Linked DNA regions of Zea mays: region 1 is linked to region 2. The links are chromatin contacts, called in public Hi-C maps. All regions are on one chromosome and are shown on one strand. Each heading gives the region's core, a stretch centred on a gene start, on an enhancer-like site or on the middle of the called end of the contact. The rest is flanking DNA. Distances are from core to core; before and after follow the strand shown. Region 1 holds the start of LOC103630365 (beta-hexosaminidase 3). Region 2 holds the start of LOC541849 (glutathione transferase41).

Region 1 (4,363 bases), core at 471-2,970, 160 kb before region 2:
AGCTTGCTGAAGGTCATTGAGTCGATCACACCTTTTATCACTGGGACAGGAAGATAGTGCCTTGAAGTATCTGTAAAAAAATTGGTTTGGAACATTAAAACAAGGAATTCGGCATGATCTCGCAAGCATGAGCTCCATGACCACAATTCGTTTCTTTTTCATATCTAATCTGTCCCACTGATCCGTACTTGGACCAAGTCCTAATTAAACCGCTGCCTATGCTAGGGCGAGGGCGATCACCTGCCTTTTTTTTTCTTCCAAACAGAGCAAAAATCAGACTGGCTTACCGATGAGGAGCCCTCGGTAAGGGAATCTGGGAGCGTCCAGGATAGTCCATGGAGCTGAATGAAGTTCGATCAGGTTTGCATTGAAGTCAAAGCTGCACAGTTGACTAAATGTCTGCAATAGCGCAAAATATACATTAGGTATGTTGAAGATATAACAGGGCGGATTTTGGCTTGTGCATAGGTTTCGCTTCCATATTTACCTCCAAGGCATGAAGCGCTCCGTAAACTGTTTGAGCCTGCAAAATATCTCAATACAAACAGCATCAATTATGTGTCACGTTTCTTTTATGGTGAATAAGTTATTTCAGCAAGTGATAAGGATGGTTTGTGCCATTATACGGTGCCTCCAAAAACTCGGTCCTCTTATGAGCGGGAGCCATAAAAAACATTTTGTTTGTAGTTCAAGGACAGCTCGCTACACTAACCTCGATCTGGGCATACAGCGGATCCCCAGTGGCAGGCACAGACAACCTGTACGATTCATCCACCCCGAAGTTGAGCTGCAGAAGCGAAGAAGAAGAAAAAGAGCAATCTATCAGCACTACTAGGCGCAGAGAACGCAATGCAGCAGAGCAGAGCAGCAGGGGGCGCTTGGGTGCCCGTGGCGTGTCTCCAGCTCCAGCTCCACCAGAATCCAGTCCAGTCTGTGGCTCTGTCTGTGCCCCACACCCACCTCGTCGTTGGGCGAGCGGACGGCGACGTGGACGCCGGCGAGCACGGGCGCGCCCCGGGAGTAGGTCCCGTTGATGGCGTGGTCCAGCTCCACGACGGCCACCATCCGCCGGAACGCCTCCGTGAGGATGCCCTTGCCGTCGGGGTAGCTGCTCCCGGCCGTGGACAGCCTGAGGTCCTTGCTGACGAGGAGCGTCTGCGCGCCGCGGGCGACCGACGCCGGCATTGGCCACAGGTCGACGCGGCCGGCGCCGGCGCACGACGGCCCGGTCGCCGCGGCCGCCACCGCGAGCAGCACGAGCAGCCTCGGCCTCAGCGCCGCTGCCATCTCTGCAGGACGGCGCCTGGCAGTGGCAGACTGGCAGTGGCAGACCACCGTGTCTGTCGGTAGTCGGCAGTCTCGGCACGGTGCAGAGCGGAGGTCGTTTGTCAGATATGTAGGCGCAGGCAGCGGCAGGGGGATGCGTGGGCTGTGGAGTGGAGGCAAGGAGGTTGACGGAGATCGCGCACCTAATGCGCAATGATATGGAATCAATCACTCCCAAGTCCCAAAGCTCCGGCCGGCCTCGTCGGAGGAAAAGGAAAGGTGGCCTTTTGCGCTGTCCTGTCCGGGCGGCGCGGGGAGGGGAATGTGATGCTAGTAGTTCCTACCTCTACTGGAGGCTGGAGGCTGGAGCGTACCTTTTTGTTTATGGCCTGTGACAAAAGCGTGCATATGGCAGGCAGACCAGCTGCACGGATGCTCGCAGTCGCAGCACGCAACTGCTCCATCTGCATTCATCCGCCTACCATATACCAACCCACGTGGGCCCCCATCTGGGTTAGGCCGTTTTGGTGAATGAATGAATGAAGGCCGTTTTGCTCCAGCTGGGTCACAATTTGTCAAAATTAGCTGGTCAAATTTAAGAACTTAACCCTAATTAGAAAAGGTTATGTAAACTGTAGTGACAAAAAAAACAGGCCCTAATAAATAATGTGTTTTGTCCGTGTGAAAGAAAACCCATGGAGCCATTTGCATGCGGATGAGGTCTTTGATGCTTCTGCCGTAGAACTAACTGCAAGGAGTGGCAGGCGGGGAGTGTAATGGAAACTGGATAACTGGACGTGGACGTCTGGTCTGGCAGCTCACTTCACATGCACCTGTCCTTTCTCGCAGGCCACTATAGACCACCGACACGTGAGATGGTCCTGCTGCCCGAACGCTCGTGACGCTTTGGGTTGCCGCGCGCTTCTGCCGGCCAGGGTTTGCCATTGCCTACCTCTTGCAAAATACTAGTAGTTCCGTGTTACTTGATCGGTGCCTGACTTCGTGTTTGTTCCTTTCCTTTTCCTTTGATGCGCTTCTGCTGCATGCGGCCGATGAATATTCAATTGTTTCTTGCTGCTGCGTGCTGCATGCGCTGCGCGCGCGAGGGCCACGTGAGATCTTTTTTACGCGCGCGAGCGCGAGGGCGCCCACGAGGAACGCGATGGCGTACTCAACTCCTCGACGCGGAGGAACGTGGGTGGAGTCAGCTCACTCTGCCCTGTTTCGTTTCCTGTGTTGCAGCAAAATACGTACCGAAATGGGTGTCGGTGTCATCCAGATATATTACCACTATATATATATATAGTAATTTCCAAACAAAGTCATGCTTGCTTAGTTCAGATCCAATCGTATTCATTTCAACCTCCTACTATCTCTGTTTTCCTTTATAAGGTACACCTCCACATAACAGCCTGCCTTCCGAATTGTATCTTAACTGTTTATTTCTTCTATACTACTATCTTGCTTATATTTGTAAAGTTATCAACAGTACTACGTATTATTTATTACTCCCTTTGTTTTTTTAGTTGTCGCTGGATAGTGCAAAATTACACTATCCAACGACAATTAAAAAGAAACGGAGGGAGTATCAAACAGTAGATAGTTTGACTTAGCACTGGAGCTATAACCGCATCGTCCTTTCCGGAACGGACAGTGTACTTGCATTGACCTGAGTTTTTTTATTATTATTATTGCTCAAAGCAGTACCAAGGACGCCTTCTTAAATGGTGTATTATTTATTCATTCATATAGGCAAGGTGCTACTCCATCTGAAAGTATACAGCGTTGTTTGAGACTTGGTGCAATTTAGAAGCTCATATTTCGATCGCTAGTTTCTCTTACAATATATCGTTCATGGCAGTAAAACTTCAAAAAAAATATAGCGTATTATGCATGGCACCAATATAATAAACACCGCTTTTGTAGCACGGACCTCTAATTGTTAGCTGACAATTGAAACAGATTTATTTCTGCTCCATATTCTGTGGTGGAGGACAGAAGAAAAACAAGCTATCTAGATATACCACCGCACCACATACGTCTTAATTAGCAATAACAAAGGAAGATATAAAGGTTTTAAAAGTTGAGGTGTGGCAGCTGACATACCATGCCATTGAGAATTCAAGATTGAAAAATAAAACGGTTCAGGTGTTCCTTTGATGGACCAGCATACGCAGGACTTGCAGCATGTGGACCATTGAATTGAATTATATATATACATGATCTGCTTCCATACAAACGCATGCATCGTCCCTAGCCCCTAGCTGATCTTTTCTTCTTATCGAGGTCCAACACATGAAAGACGCAGCTAATGTGGAAAAGGAATGGAATAGCAGCTTGGCATACAGATGAAGGGACCTGACAATGCACTTCAGCTTGACCAATAAACTTTTAAAGAGTTGTACTACAACTGCAGTATTACTAGTGGATATGAGATGATCAGCTCATCGCCGCTTGTACAAGCACGGTTTCAACTTGACAAGGCCCTAATGCGTCACTACAACAAGCAGGCAGCAACCTTACTTGTCTGCCTACTTCGAACTTGTAAACCTAGGCTCCCTCGCAAAGGACGACATGGCTCAGTTCTTGTTTGATCGACATCAATCCACAGTTGTAGTGGTGGAACAACATTTTGGTTGGTGACAGCTCAGGTTCAGAGGCCTGTGCAGAAGCTTGTACAAAATCTGACGCGAATCCACCGATTTTCAGTGTGCACAAGCTTGCGCAGAAATTGACACGAATCTTGTAGCCGGCGGCAGGCCTAACACCGGACAGCGCCGGCACAAGCTAGTCTAACAGAACAGGTGTTCGATGACGCATAATCTTCAAACCTAGAACCGGCACAAATCAAGAACCTTAGAACTGGAACATAAGGAAAAAAAAAAAGGAAAGGTAGGGAGGGTGATGCGACTACCGGTGAGAAGATAGCCACTGAATCGAATGGGAGAGTGGGAGACCACTATGTCGATGTCGTTGTTGGATTTGGCCAGAGGCGGGGGAGCCGCACGGAACGTTGGGAGGCGAGGGAGCCACGCGGAACGGAGTTTGCGCGAGGGAGGGCCAGATCTGTGCAGCGGCAGCAGCCACCGCTCGTCTA
Region 2 (3,916 bases), core at 957-3,456:
GTGGCCGGCCGGGTATTGATTGAAGCGTACGTGGACGCGCACGGGATATGTAGGCCGTGCCGGTGCCGTGCCAGCCACGCGAGCGGAAAGGGAAGGCAAGGCAAAGCGCGCGCAGCAGTACCACCACTGGCGACACCGCGACAGTAAAAACACAGGGCGCGCCGCGCGGCGCAGCTGATGGTAACAGTTCGGCGGACCCGGTCGCTTTTGGTCGAGCCGTCTATCCGGCCTAGGGATGGCAACGGGGAATTCCCCGTCGGGTTTTAGCTCCCCAAACCCGTCCCGTGACAAAAAAATTTCCCCGCGGGGATCCCCACGAACGCTTGCGGGGGACATTTCTTCCCCATCCCCGTTCCCCGCGGGGATAAATCCCCGTCGGGGATCCCCATCCCCGCTTAAATTATAATTAAATCATACTTCATTTGTTATTAATGTAAAATATTGTCACTTATACACATTGTTAGATGTAAAATTCATTATGTGCACATTAAAATTAATGTATTTGTACAACGGGTGATCTCTTGACAAGGTAATTCTTTACTTTTATCATTAACTATTACATCAAAACATTGTCACATGTAAGTTTAACGGGTCCCCACGGGGAACAGGGATGGGGAATGCTTCCCCATCCCCGTCCCCGTTTACCCGTCGGGGGAGAACTTTTCCCCATTTACATCCCCGTGGGGGAAGAAACTTCCTCATACCCATCCCCTAATAGAGGAATTCCCCGCGGGGAATCGGGGATCGGGTCCCCATTGCCATCTCTAATCCGGCCGGCCCCGGCTACTGTTGCTTTCCTCCATCCGGCGGTCGCCTTCCTTTCCGGCCCGGCCGGACTACTCGACGTCCGAGTCCGATCCAACAGTGGCCGCACTTCCGTGGGCTGGTGTTGGTGCTGGTGTGCCGTGCGCGTACGTTCTTGGAATCTTGGCGCACGCTGCCTGTGCATCAACAGTGGACGTGTGTGCACGTATGTAGTAGTAGATCAATGATCATGCAGCGCCCAGTAAACGAAGACGCTGCTCTCGCTGCGTCTCCAACGCAAGAGAGAGATAGAGAAAGAAACAAGGTGACACGGGAGTTTCCCTCCCTGTAAAAATAAAAAGATAGTAGTCTATAATTGCATCTATTCTGGCCGGCCAAATGCATTCTGGGTTGCATGCATGCATGCATGCAGCAGCGATGCAGGTGGTCAGTCTTCGGTCAAACGCACACCGCAAGATTCCTTCGTGCGCCGGGTTTGGTCGTGAACATGCAGGTTTTAGTCAAGACTCGAGCGCATGGATCAAGGCTTCAAGCACTTTGACCAAAGATTATTTTTTTCAGTCATCGGTAGTAGCTAGCTAGGGTTTGCCATTTTGCTTTCACAGTCACCGCCACATCTTCTTCGTGAGGGGCCGAACGCAGCGTACGGCACGGTTAGTCCCGGGTCGTCAGCAGAAACTACACTACACTAAAGCTTGGCCAGCTGATTGTTGTGCAAGCCAAAGCATTGGGGAACAAGTCGAGACGTAGCATAGGTGGTCAGGTCTCCTCGATCACTGCGGCTTTACTACTACTATACTAGAGTAGTACTAACTAGTGCTCCACGCAAATCCGCCAGAGCTGCGACGAAAAGGCATCGTCCGCCGGTCGGCGAAGACTTCCAATGAGAACCATTTTACCCCCATAAAACAAACAGCTCTTCCGGTAAAGTAAAAGCTGCAGTAACCAACTTCACAGTTTCACACTCCCCCACAGTGAATGAACAGGAAGAAAGTCCACGGCCAGCCGATGTGCCGTGCGCTGGAAGCCTGCCCGGCCGGCCCATCGCGGACGGACGGACGGGCGCGGGTTCCCATGGCCCAACACGCCACATCGGACCCACTCGTGAGCTCCACTTCCAGTGCCACCGCCGTGTCTGTGGGCCTGTGGCTAGTCCCGCTCTGAGAGCATATCCTGTAGGCAAAGGACGCCGATGCTCCCATGAGCAAAATGCATCCAAGCCATCCGTTCTGTATCCAACGGTGTTAATATATATGACATTTTTGCAAATAAGTCATCCCACGCTTTCCACGTTAGTGTTGTTCATTAAAAAAACCGCGGTACACCGTTGGATATTGGATGGATGGACTGGATGTATTTTGCGCATGGGAGCACTGGCGTCCTTTGCCTACAGGATATGTTCTCCTATATAAACCCCCAGGAGCTCCAAGCCGGCCACGCAACAAAGCATCTTGAGTGTTCGACAGCGAGCCATGGAGAAGACGTCCGAGAACGCCATCCCGCCGGCGGCATCCCCGCTGATGCTGTTCGGGTCGTGGGCGAGCTCGTACACGCACCGCGTGCAGCTGGCGCTGCGGCTCAAGGGCCTGGAGTACGACTACGTGGAGGAGGACCTGGGGAACAAGAGCGACGAGCTGCTGCGCCACAACCCCGTCCACAAGAAGGTGCCCGTGCTCGTCCACGGCGGCCGCGCGCTCCCGGAGTCCGTCATTATCCTCCAGTACCTTGACGACGCCTGGCCGGAGACCCGCCCGCTGCTCCCCGCCGACGCCTTCGACCGCGCGCTCGCGCGGTTCTGGTGCCACTTCGCCGACGACAAGGTACATATGTATATATATACACCACCGTCGTCGTGCCGTGCGTCTGCGGAGCGAGGAGGCGATGCGTGCCTGAGCCTGCCTGACACGTACGTACGTGCCCGTCTCGTACGTTTTTGTCCCCGTGCTTGTCTCGTTGCAGCTCGGGCCGGCGGTGGGCGCGGTGTTCGCGTCGACGGGGGAGGGCCAGGAGGCGGCGGTGCGGCAGGTGCACGAGAACCTGGCGCTGATCGAGTCCGAGCTCCGCGACGGCGCGTTCCGGGGCCGCCGCTTCTTCGGCGGCGACGAGGTGGGCCTGCTGGACGTCGTCCTGGGCTGCGGCTCCTACTGGCTCGCCGTGTTCGAGGAGGTGACCGGGGTGCGCCTCGTGGACGCCGACGCCTTCCCGCGCTTCCACGCCTGGCTGCGCGACTTCGAGGCCCTGGACGAGGTCCGGGAGACCATCCCCGCGGTGGACCGCCTGCTCGAGTACGCGCGCGGCCTCCGCCACATGCTGCTCGGCCTCGCGGGGGCCGGCGCCGGCGCCGGCGCGGACGCGCCCTCCACCGACGCCCCCGCCGCACCGCCGGCCTCGGCTGACATCGCCGTCGACATTTGAACGCAGGGCGTCGTCGCGCCGGGCGTCTGCCAGCGCCGTCCGGCTAGCCATCAGTAGCTAGTACGTAGTACCAGTATAGTTTGCAGAGTCGATTGCGCCATGTGTGGTGGCTGCGTGCCTGTGCCTGCCTGCCGGCCTGGCCTGGAGTGCGGTTCTGCTGCCGCCACAGTTAATTGGCCCAGTTTGTCTAGCTGTCGAGTTTTTTTTTTTCAACTCTCTCTGTCTCTCTCCGACTCTTCCCTTCTTTTTGATAAAGTTCGTCCCTGCAGTTAAATCTCTGTTTGCTGCGACTTGTTCTTCTTGTGTGTGAGAGTGGGACGAAATCTCGTGTGTTTGTATGTGGCAGTTTGGCTCGCTTGTTTGAATGTAAGCCATGTGCGCGTGGTCATTTCTACTGCAATAGGAGTAGAGTACTTACGATCCAACACCGACCGATAACTACTGCTATAGCTCAATAGCTGTACAGTAGATTACGAAGCTTTGATCCGAATTAACTGCGCCGGTTAATGCGCGTGTCAGCATGCACGGTGGTGCTCATTGCTCGCTCGGGAAAGAAGCATTTATTAAAGCGGCAGAGCGACTGATGGAGCGTGTCAATATACATACCGATTTCCTCCTCCCATGCTGTTCTGTTGAGAATTGATGGCTGCTCGTGTTTGCCCTAGCCCTGCCTGATGAATCCGGATACCGGCTGGGTGGCCCCTGTCCTGCTGCCCGATTGCAGTTGCAGTTGCAA

What was found. Hi-C and Micro-C count contacts between places; a contact is called where the count stands out from the background.
Region 1: a Hi-C map of tassel shows a contact between it and region 2, with 1.5 times the contacts expected there. The contact joins the promoter of LOC103630365 here to the promoter of LOC541849 in region 2. A contact is called at or near these places in 3 of 25 Hi-C or Micro-C datasets (leaf and tassel).

Annotation. Positions count from the first base shown.
Region 1 is chr6:158,301,340-158,305,702 of Zm-B73-REFERENCE-NAM-5.0, reverse strand. LOC103630365 (beta-hexosaminidase 3) reads right to left here and starts at 1,720. Exons shown (of 14, transcript XM_008651423.2): 1 at 961-1,720; 2 at 713-787; 3 at 488-523; 4 at 288-399; 5 at 1-70. The coding sequence starts at 1,287. It overlaps LOC103630364 (a long non-coding RNA gene), which reads right to left. Exons shown (of 2, transcript XR_555002.4): 1 at 4,181-4,363; 2 at 3,604-4,097.
Region 2 is chr6:158,143,524-158,147,439 of Zm-B73-REFERENCE-NAM-5.0, reverse strand. LOC541849 (glutathione transferase41) reads left to right here and starts at 2,206. Exons shown (of 2, transcript NM_001111528.2): 1 at 2,206-2,585; 2 at 2,725-3,573. The coding sequence starts at 2,238. The coding sequence ends at 3,180.